Regions from separate parts of the Gossypium hirsutum genome. Here region 2 is linked to region 1. Evidence: chromatin contacts called from public Hi-C data. All regions are on one chromosome and are shown on one strand. Each heading gives the region's core, a stretch centred on a gene start, on an enhancer-like site or on the middle of the called end of the contact. The rest is flanking DNA. Distances are from core to core; before and after follow the strand shown. Region 1 has its middle 13 kb from the start of LOC107954158. Region 2 holds the start of LOC107954155 (nucleobase-ascorbate transporter 12).

The links. Hi-C and Micro-C count contacts between places; a contact is called where the count stands out from the background.
Region 2: a Hi-C map of fibers shows a contact between it and region 1, with 1.8 times the contacts expected there. The contact joins the promoter of LOC107954155 here to the enhancer-like site in region 1. A contact is called at or near these places in 4 of 34 Hi-C or Micro-C datasets (callus, fibers, leaf and 1 more).

The regions. Positions count from the first base shown.
Region 1 is chrD07:15,399,909-15,405,176 of Gossypium_hirsutum_v2.1, reverse strand. It overlaps the pseudogene LOC107954157. Among protein-coding and RNA genes, the nearest start is that of LOC107954158, 13 kb to the left of the region's middle. Within about 2 kb of position 2,981, at least 4 of the 9 cell types and tissues checked have an H3K27ac peak or open chromatin away from gene starts, as enhancers often do. A contact at or near this core is called in fibers, where this site is marked.
Region 2 is chrD07:15,471,605-15,476,872 of Gossypium_hirsutum_v2.1, reverse strand. LOC107954155 (nucleobase-ascorbate transporter 12) reads left to right here and starts at 2,873. Exons shown (of 10, transcript XM_016889634.2): 1 at 2,873-3,730; 2 at 4,409-4,506; 3 at 4,603-4,773. The coding sequence starts at 3,232.

The DNA of each region.
Region 1 (5,268 bases), core at 1,732-4,231:
ATTTTGGAGAGTTATTGGAGGATTTAGATGGTTGTGATGAGAACATTTCAGCGGTATTCTCAATTTGTTTCCTACTTAATAAATAGTTCAAAATGAAGTTTTTTTTTGGGGGGGGGGGGGTTGGAATAAATTCTATATTATGGTATTTCTCTGACATTGCAGTTTTTCAGATGCATGCTGGTATTGCAGAGGTTGCTGCTGCTAAGGCTCGGATGTTTGTTAATAAGCCAGATGGAAGTATGTAGTCTTGCTTTATTAACTATTAGATTTGCATAAGCACAAAATCTTGTTTGACACAGTAACTTCTAAGATTTTATATATGGAAACAAGATAGATCTCTGTGCAAGTTTCTTCAACAAAAAATGCATAACATCTTTAAAATTCGACTTGTTCAGGTATATTTGACATATAATTTTCTCTTATAATTGTCCCTACAAGTGTCTGTTATGGTTGACATGAGAGTTGTGTCCCCTAGTGTCAATCATGCCAATGTTTCAAGCATGTGCTAATTAGATCATGGCTGTAGAGCTATGCTAGAGTAAAAAACAGAAAGGGAAGAAAACAAAAAGGAAAATAGAAGTGGCTGAACTTTGTACCTTGCGGTAACTGAATAGGTCAACTTTTTGGTTTGTGATGAAGCTGAATATTTACAAGTTGTACATACTCATATTTAGAGATGAATACGGGTTATAACTTATAAGTGTTATCATTGCTAAAAGCCTCCCTCACAGTCTTCTGCTTATCTATTTATTGGGTGCAAAAGGAAGTTCTTTGGAGATTCAAGGAGCCTCTTGTTGACTGTTTTGCATAATTTGTTTTCTGGGTCCTCTAGAATATGATTTGAAGTTCAAGTGCAGTTTGTCATGTTGGATGTTCCTCATTGCGGAAGGCCTGACTTGACTATACTCTGAAATTTGAATGCATGACTTTCTTTGGATTTACCCTCTACATGATACTTTGGAACCCCTATGCCTTTTTACATTTTATCACTGACAATTTTAAACATTAACCTTATATAATCTTGACTTTTTATCTTGGTTTGCATGTATAGTGGTTAGGGAAGAGAGGGGCCCTTATGGTGATCCTCAACACCCCTATTTCTATGAGGAGGAAGATGTGTGGATGGCACCAGGCTTTATCAATCAGTTCTACGAAGTAAGTAAAAGCTTTTCTTTCGCGTGGTGGATTCTTTCCACAATTATGAAAAGGGAGAAGAAATAAGTATGTTTGTTGGCAGGTTCCTGATTATTGGAAGACATATGTGCATGAAGTTGATCAGGAAAGAGAAATGTGGCTGAACTCATTTTATAAAGCTCCCCTGAGGTTACCTATGCCTGCAGAGCTTGAATATTGGTGGTCGAAAGGTATTTCTTTATTCGCTTCTGTTATTATTTCTTAGTCTCCAAAAGTGATATGAAGAATCCTTTTCCTTTTCGGTTTTTTTAAATGGATGTTTACATTTTATTGATCAGATGAAACTCCTGAATTTGTACTTATCAACAAAGAACCGGAGCCTGATCCTGAAGATCCGTCAAAGCTAATATATACTGAAGACCCGCTCATTTTGCATACCCCAACTGGACAATTGATCAATTACATTGAGGATGAGGAACATGGTGTCCGATTATTTTGGCAGCCACCTGTGAGAAGGTGAAGAGATTGATCCAAAGAAGGCTAAGTTCCTGCCCCTTGGATTTGATGAGTTCTATGGACGGGAAGTGATTCAAAAAAGGGATAATATATGGAAGCGTCTAATAACGACAATAGAAAATGCGTTGAAGCCAGGATTTGATAAACTAGAAAAGTGGACTGAAGAGAAAAAGAAGGCTGGTGAGTTGAAGATGAAGCTTATTGAAAAGGAACTTGATCTTATAGAGGCTGAACTGTGTTTAGAAGAGGCCATTGAGGACATGGATGAAGAACTAAAGAAGAAAGAAAAAGAGGAGGAGAAGAAGATGGAAATGGGATTGCTGGAGGATGAAGATACTTCTGTGGTGGCTAACCTAGAGGACAAAGCCATTCCCAAAGATGATGTTGACAAAGTTGTGGATGAAGAGGAAGACGGAGAGGAAGAGGAAGAGGAAGAGGATGATGATGATGATGTTACACCTTCCAGTTTTGGATCTGTTGCTGGCAATCAGAAGGAAAAGAAGCCTAGGGAGCCTCCATTCTCTTCATCTTCATTGTTGTTTGCTTCTTGCAGCCTTGTTTCGGTGGTAAGTTCTTATACAATTCATTTTTATTTCCATGTTTTGTTCTCATTTCTGTTCTAACTCTAATTTGCTTGTGGAGAAATAAATGGTCTATGAAGGTGAAGCCTTTACTCTTTGATGAATAGGGAATTTGTCTGAAAAGCCTTTATTCTGATATCAGATTGTAACTGAAATGACCATTTATGCCCATTCTTTTATTTTCACAATCCTTTAGGCTAATTGAATAGGTAGTCTTTCGGAGGTTGCCTTGCTTTTATATTGCGGATTTCAATATTTATCATCTTTCGCTTTACAGGTTCCGTCTACATTGCGAGAATCTATTTTAGCATTGAAACAACGTAGATTACCACTAAAATCCCATCCTTCATCAAGTGTGGAAAGCGCCAGTGATTCATTGAAAACAACTGATTCGGTCAGTTTCCCTTTGGTGCTAGGCCACAAAGGAAGGTTGAGGGCATTCAAGCAAGATCATCAGAAGTATCAACCACAAAACCAATCTAGTGGAAAGAAGTCTCAGTTACACTCCTTATGTAAGATCTTATCATGTCCTTCAACTACTACCAGAAGCCGTGTAAGACAACCTGAAAATCTTAACCGTTATGAGCTGCATGCTGCACCAAAGAAATATTCAGACAGCATCTTATCTTTGCATATTCCTGTTTGTTATTTGGAATCATACACGGATACTAAAAGGCATGGAGCCTCATTGTAGGAACTTGAATGATTGCACCTACGAGGGTCATTCTTTGTTGAGGTTGCATTTGATTGGGTTTTTACCAATCTTAATTTTAAAGTATGCACTTAGAAAGAAAAATAACGTCAAAGTTAAACATTGAAAAAGCATTTTGAGCATTTTCTCCTATACAAAGAAAAAGCCCAGATGACATAGTCCTTGCCTCCTTGGATGCTTTCATTCAGGTTTGGAGGGAATGATTAACCGGAATTTCATGTAATTTTTGGCTTTGATTAATCGGATAATTTATACTCGAAAATTATTTGGAATTTAAATTTTACTCAAGTGAATTTTTTTATGTTTGATTAGCATTGAAAACTCTCAAATCAAATTTTGAGCATAAACATTCGAATTTTATCTAGTTAAAGATCCAAAGGACCTTCTTTTGACAGGTGGCATTTTTATCATGAATCTTTTTCTTTTTAACATTTTAGAAAATGGTTAAATTTTAATTTTAGTCCTTATAATATGTTTAAATTTAATATTTACTTTATACTTTAATTTCTAATATAATTTGGTCTCTATATTTTATAATGTTATTAATTAGTCTCAATAGTTAATATCGTTAACTTATTTTTTTTCTTCCTCTTTTGACACGTGCCACTTTGATAGTGAAGCTCTTTTTTTTTTTTAATTTTGGTCCTTCTATAATGTTTAAATATGATATTTACTCTATACTTCAATTTCTAACATAACATGGTACCTATATTTTGTAATGAGTCTCAATAGTTAATATCATGAAATATAATTTGAATGCCTTAAAAGTCGTAGAGGCTGACACATGGATTTTTCTTTCTTTTAGGTTTACTTTGCTTCTTTTTTTTTTTTTTACATTATAAGATAATGGTCAAATTTTAATTTTGGCCCCTAGACTATGTAAGAAACTTGAGATTTAACTTATATGCTTTAGTTTCTAACATAATTTGGCCTCTCTACTTTTGTAATGCCATTAGTAGGGGTGAACAAAACTCGATTTGATTCAAAAAATAAAATAAAAATTTGAATTTCGAGTTGAAAAAATATTGTTGGATTTTTCAAGTAAACTTGAATAAGTATTTCAAGCTTCAAGTTCGAGTCAATTTCAATTTTACAATTCAAATAACAAATTGGTGTAAATACTCCTTTTGTCCCTATCAATTTTGAAAATGAGCAAATTGGTCTCTCAACAAAAATTACAAAAAAAAAGTTCAAAATAATTTTCTAAAATTCAAAATATTTATAAAAATTTCAAAATTTATATATATATTAAAAAATTCTAACAAATATATAAACAAAGTTAAAAATTAAAAAAATTTCTAAAACAATAATTTTGGGACCTAAATAAGTTTAACTAATTATTAAGTTTATCGTATTAAAGTTTATTTATTTATTTTGCTTTGAAAAAGTTTTTTAAATATATATGGTTTCAAATTTATATGCTCTAACATGGAACTAGCTATACTATAACAAAATTTTAATTTGACATGTTTAATTTTTTAATTTAACTCGAACAAGTTCACTCGATTTGACTTGACTTGAATTTCATTTCATTCGACTCAATTTGAAAAAAAATCAAATCAAGTTAGGATGATAAAATAGGACTCAACTCAAAATTTTTCACTCGATTCGATCAAACGCTCACCCCTAGCCATTAGTTAGTTTAAATAGTTAATATTGATAACTCTTTCAATCAAAATGCTAACCCCAATTTTCTTAAGAACACTACTCTAACAAAAAAAATTATCATGACAATTTTGAATGGGTGTTTTTAAGAAAAAAATCCTAATAAATATTTCAACATTATTTTTATTATTATTTGACTATCAAGTGAATATTTTTTAATTTGAAATGTCATACGAAATAATTGAATAGAAGAATTTTAATAGTGATAACAACTGGAACTAAAATTTTAAATAAAAATAAATAACTAAATTCTTGAAAATAAAAATATGGACCAAAATTTTAAATGTATAAAGTATAAAAAAAATTAAAAATCAATTTAACCTTCAAATTTTTATTCTATAATTTGATACAAATAAATAAACACGCGAAATATAAAGTAATTATAATGCATAACCGAATACAAAATTCATGGCTAATGAAGAATTCAGCACATAATATAAGACACCAAACCTACTGTCAACTTCACATCACCGTCAATTTAGCACTCAGAAAAGAAATGGTGCTGCATGCTGTCTTGCTATGAAAATGGCACAAGAAAAGCTAAGGAAACATTGATGATTTGGACCTAACATTTATCCCTCCCACACTCAATTTCAACCTTAATTATTGTTAACTATAACCCCAATTTTTCCAATTGGTCTAATTTGCAAATTCAATGTA
Region 2 (5,268 bases), core at 1,624-4,123, 72 kb before region 1:
AATACTATCCTTATGTATCAACGGGACTTTTTAATTTTTATTCTCTACCATTTCATGCTTGGGTCATCATCAAATAAATTCATGAAATAAATATATAATTGCTGGAAAATAACAACATTAATAATTATTATTAAAATATTGTATTTATTTACCGTAAACTTACCTCGGTATCAAATATAGTCCAATTCACCAACTTAGTCTTCAACTTTATTCTTCCCTTTGTCTAACCTCGAGTTTCATTCTTCTTGATCTAAAATAGCAAATTTAACTTATTTAATACTCACTTTCATCAAAACAGCCCTCGACTATAACTTTTTTAAAATTACGATTTTGCCCCTAAACTTTTACATAATTACATTTTTGCCCCAAGGCTCAGAAATTAAACTTCATCCCTTATTCTTATGTTTTGTGACATGCTGAACATTTTTCCCTTCTATGGAAACATCAAATTCCCACACTAACATGTACTTATGAACATTAGGTATTTTTACCGATTATGTCATTTTACTCGTTTTCGTTTAAAATCGGCTAGCAAAAGTTGTTTAACATAATTTCTAGTTTCATATTCTATCATAAAACATCAAAATAAACACTTTTCACCTATGCGTATTTTACCAAATAAAAACCCTGGGTTAAATTATTGCTAAAATAAGCTGAATTAAGCTACCGGGATCTCAAAAACGTAAAGAACATTAAAAACGGGACTTAGGATCACTTACTATGGAGCTTGGAAGCTTGAAAACCCTAACTATGGCTCCCCCCCTTGCTGATTTCGTCCTAATGAAGAAGAAGATGATTTTTGCCATCTTTTTCCCTTTTAATTCTTTTTATTACTAGATTATCAAATTGCCCCTAACTTAAAAATTTTCTATTTCACTTATTTCATGTCCATTTTTGTCTACCAAGTTACCAATGGTCTAATTGACATATAAGGACCTTCAATTTAAAGTTTCATAACAATTGGACACCTCTAACATGTAGAACTCAACTTTTACACTTTTTACAATTTAGTCCTTTTAACTAAATTGAGTGCCCAAACGTCGAAATTTTCGAACGAAATTTTCACGAAATCATTTTGTGAAATCATAGACCATAAAAATATAAGAAAAATAAAATTTCCTCATCAGATTTGTGGTCCCGAAACCACTATTCCGATAATCTTAAATTTGAGCCATTACATGCAAAGTCCCCAAGGATTAGCCACTTTACTATACCTCATGACTGTAAGTCCATCAACCGAGAGCCCCAGTTGAATCGATACATCCTCCAGTGTTATTCTGCACTCCACACTCCCTACACGGAAAATGGAATGTATAGGTCTCTAGGCGCCATCGTTCTACCAAGGCAAATATTAAATCCGACCTTAAGTCGAACATCTGAATGAATGACACTGTGCCAAACCCGGAGGCATCCAAGTATGGTTTAATCCGATGGTTAGAAAAATATTCGGAGTATTGAGTTGAGGCCTCAATACCCGATACTTATCCTATACACGTAATAAAACCTATATTTGTTAATTTTGACAAATTTAATTTTTACAACTAATGAATAATTATTATTTTTAAAGACACTGACTTCAAAAATATTTTTAAAGAATAAATTATTTGGTTTTATTTAAAACTGACTCGGACCTTATTTATTGAGTCATAAATCATAAGCGCTATGTGGTCAGTAGCTCGGATAAAAGAACCAATTTAACTAATGGATCATGCAATTAGAAGCTAATGATTGGGGGATGATTGACTTGAGTGCTGGCCATGGGGGTGCTGACTTCGTCTGACACTGTTTATTTTAGGTCATTCCCGTCATTGTTTTTGAAGTTGTGTCATTCTTGTAAATATTTAATTTTTTTTTGTGTTAGTTGGGTAAAAAACCTGTTATAAAATGAAATAATTATTTCAAATATAATTATTATTTTTATATGTAAAATATTTCAAATATAGTTATTTTCATCTACATTGTAGTATGATATTTCAAATATTTTTATATTTGAAATATTTTAATTAATTATTTCAAATATCATTATATTTATATGTGAAATATTATAAATACACATATAAAAATATATAATGCTAAAATTTACTACACTCATGATATAGATTGAAGAATAAATATTACACATATAAAAATTATATTTACTAAAAAAATGATATTTGTAATAATTATTTTATAAATAAAAGAGTTATTAATTAAAAAGATGAATTAAAAATAAAAAATTGAAACAATATGAAATAAAAATTACAAATGTGTTAAAGAATATGAATTGAACCTGGAAGCAAAGGATAAAATCAATATTATTTAACCATTTAACCAATGGAGCTACTATGTTAAAAATATTAATTAAAAATAAAAAATCTTAAAATAAAATAAAAAATAAAAAATACAAATGTAAGTGAAAGATGAATTGAACTCGAGACTGATGACAAAATCATTAATATTTTTTTGATGAAACAAAATCATTAATATTTAACCAGACTAGAAACTAATGATATTGAAAGAGTCAGATAATACGGCTTAAAGGTTGGAAGCGCTTTCTTGCTAAAAATAATTTATTACACTAAATTTTCAAAAAAATAGGCCAATTTATCCAATTAAATTTTTTCATATATGGTGTATTTTGATATGCATTTTATTTTATTAAATATATATTTTAAAATATCTTACAGTAATTATTAAAATATCCCTATTATATCGGGGAAAGTTGGATTCGGCAAATTTATACACGAGACATATAAATGTTTAATATGAATATAAAAATGTAAAATATTTTAATAATAATAATAATAATAAATGTAGTACCTAATAATAAACGGATAATTTAAAAAATCAAACACCGTTAAAAGAAAATGAAGTAGGAAAAAGAACGCGGTTTTGGCTTGGCTCCATCCACCACAGTCTCTGTTGTCTTTTGTCATTTTACTCTTTTCAATTTCTTTACTCCACTTCACCAAACAGTTCCCCCTTCTCTCACTCCCTCACTCTCCCACTTCCCCTTTTTATTATCTTTCTCTTTTATCTGTACTAAAATGTCTAAAGTTAGCTCATTTTCTTCCTTTCTCTTACTACAAACCCAACAGAAACTTCTCTTCTTCTAGTCTTTGAAAACCTCTTCAAAAACCCTAAAAAATCACTGCCTTTTGAGCTCCTTTTTGGAACCCCAGATCTGTATTATTCATCTACAAGCTTAAAAGCTATGACCCCCTAAGAGATTTTGCTCTTCTTTCTTTTCTAATGTCGAGTTCTGACCCCAAAACCCGACCCAAACCTGTAACACGGCCTCCTGCTCCCGTTCCGCCTTCATCTTGGGCAAAGAGAACTGGGTTTAAGCCTAAATTCTCCGGGGAAACAAATGCGAGTGACTCCGGTCAAATAGCTTTGCCTCCGAGGTCTAGAGAGAATGAGAACCAACCTGATCTTGAAGCGGGTCGGGCTCGGCCAGTACCACCGGTGGTGAATGGGGAGCAGCCGGTGAGTGAGAAGGGTCCAGCAGAGAAGGATCAGTCGGTGAAGAAGAGGAGGGAGGCGGATGGGACGAATAAAGGGAGCTCAGCTGCCGCTGCTAACGGACATACAGTTAATAATGGGGCGGCGCCACAGCCGCAGCAGCCGACTAGGAGGCCTTCTAGGAATGAGGATGTGGTGGATGTGTTGCCACAGAATGTGGATGATGAAGGCTTCGTTGGAAGGCACTCACATATGAAATATGAGCTTAGAGATACTCCTGGTCTTGGTAACTTTCTCTCTTACTTTTCACTTTTGCTTTCTTTTTAAAGCCGGGGGAGAATGAACGACTTGTTTGTTGAAATGGGTGTTTGTGATTCTTTTTACAAGTGTGGCTTGTTTGTTGTTGTTGTTGTAGTTTTTTTCCCCTCCACGTTACCTGAAAGTAAAAGATCCTTACCTTTTTAAATTTTTTTTATTTAGTCTTTGTGGTTTTTCTTGTATATACTGTCATATTTGTCTGAATTGACAACTGAAATGGGCTATGCTTATTTATTTAATTTTTGGAATATTACTTGTTTATTTATTGATTTATTTTCTATTTGGAGTGAAAATTCTTTGCTTTTGTTGATTAGTGGCTATACTTATTTGTATGATTTATTGCTAGCTTTCTTTTTGTAGGTTTATTAGCCGTTTTGGGTGTGGTCAATGCGCTCTTTGTTTCATTTTACGGATAAAATTATTGATAATTTTGATGTATCATTGCTTGTGAATTTGTGATAAGACTGTTGATTTGGTACCAAACTAAGAAATTCTTTTATATGTATTTATGTTCATTTCGAATGGGTAAGAAAAATTTATGTTTTTTCGAAATAGATTAGATGCTATTACAACTTTACAAGAATGCATTTTTTGGTGATTTGATAATAATTATGTTTTAACTGTTTCATTTTTTTTTCTTTTTCAGTTCCTATCGGTCTTTATGGATTCCAGCACTATCTTTCTATGTTGGGTTCATTGATTCTTATTCCACTCGTAATAGTCCCTGCAATGGGTGGCACTTATGTGAGTGGTTAAATTATGTTCTATTTCAATTTGAAGCGCATTTGTTTGGGAATGTAGACTGTGAGCTGCTTGATCTGATTGGATTAGTGGTTGTAGGAGGATACTGCAAATGTGGTGTCGACGGTGCTCTTTGTGTCTGGAGTGACCACACTATTGCATTCCTTCTTTGGGTCACGGTTGCCTCTAATACAAGGTTCATCATTTGTTTTCCTGGCTCCTGCATTAGCGATAATCAACTCTCCAGAGTTTCGAGGACTAAATGGAAATGTATGCTTCTGTTTTCTGGTCATGGTCACTTTAGTAAAAGTGTTCATTTCCATTTATCTACCATTTCATAAATTATTTCAGATTATAAATTATTTGATTAATAGAAACTACCATTTCATGTATTCAGCAGTTTTTCTATTAGGATTCAAGTGCATGATTTTGTCATCCGAAGTAGGATTATTATTTACAGTAATTGACCAAAGAAAATGTGGAGGGCTTAAAATTTAATATTGGAAATCCGAGTTTGATTTGGGACTTGGTTTTGAGGTATGTCCTTTGTAAATAACTCCAATAATTGGAATAGAGAAGTAAATACCAATGATATCACCCAGGCATTGTTGTTTTAGTAACCAATATTCTGGATATTTATAGACCATTTAAACATTCTTTAGGATTAATATTACAAATAGTTTACTAACTAATAATCATGGGGTATCAATTTGCATCTTGCAGATTTGTCCTGGATATGAAAATCCTTCTGAGTTTCTAAATTAC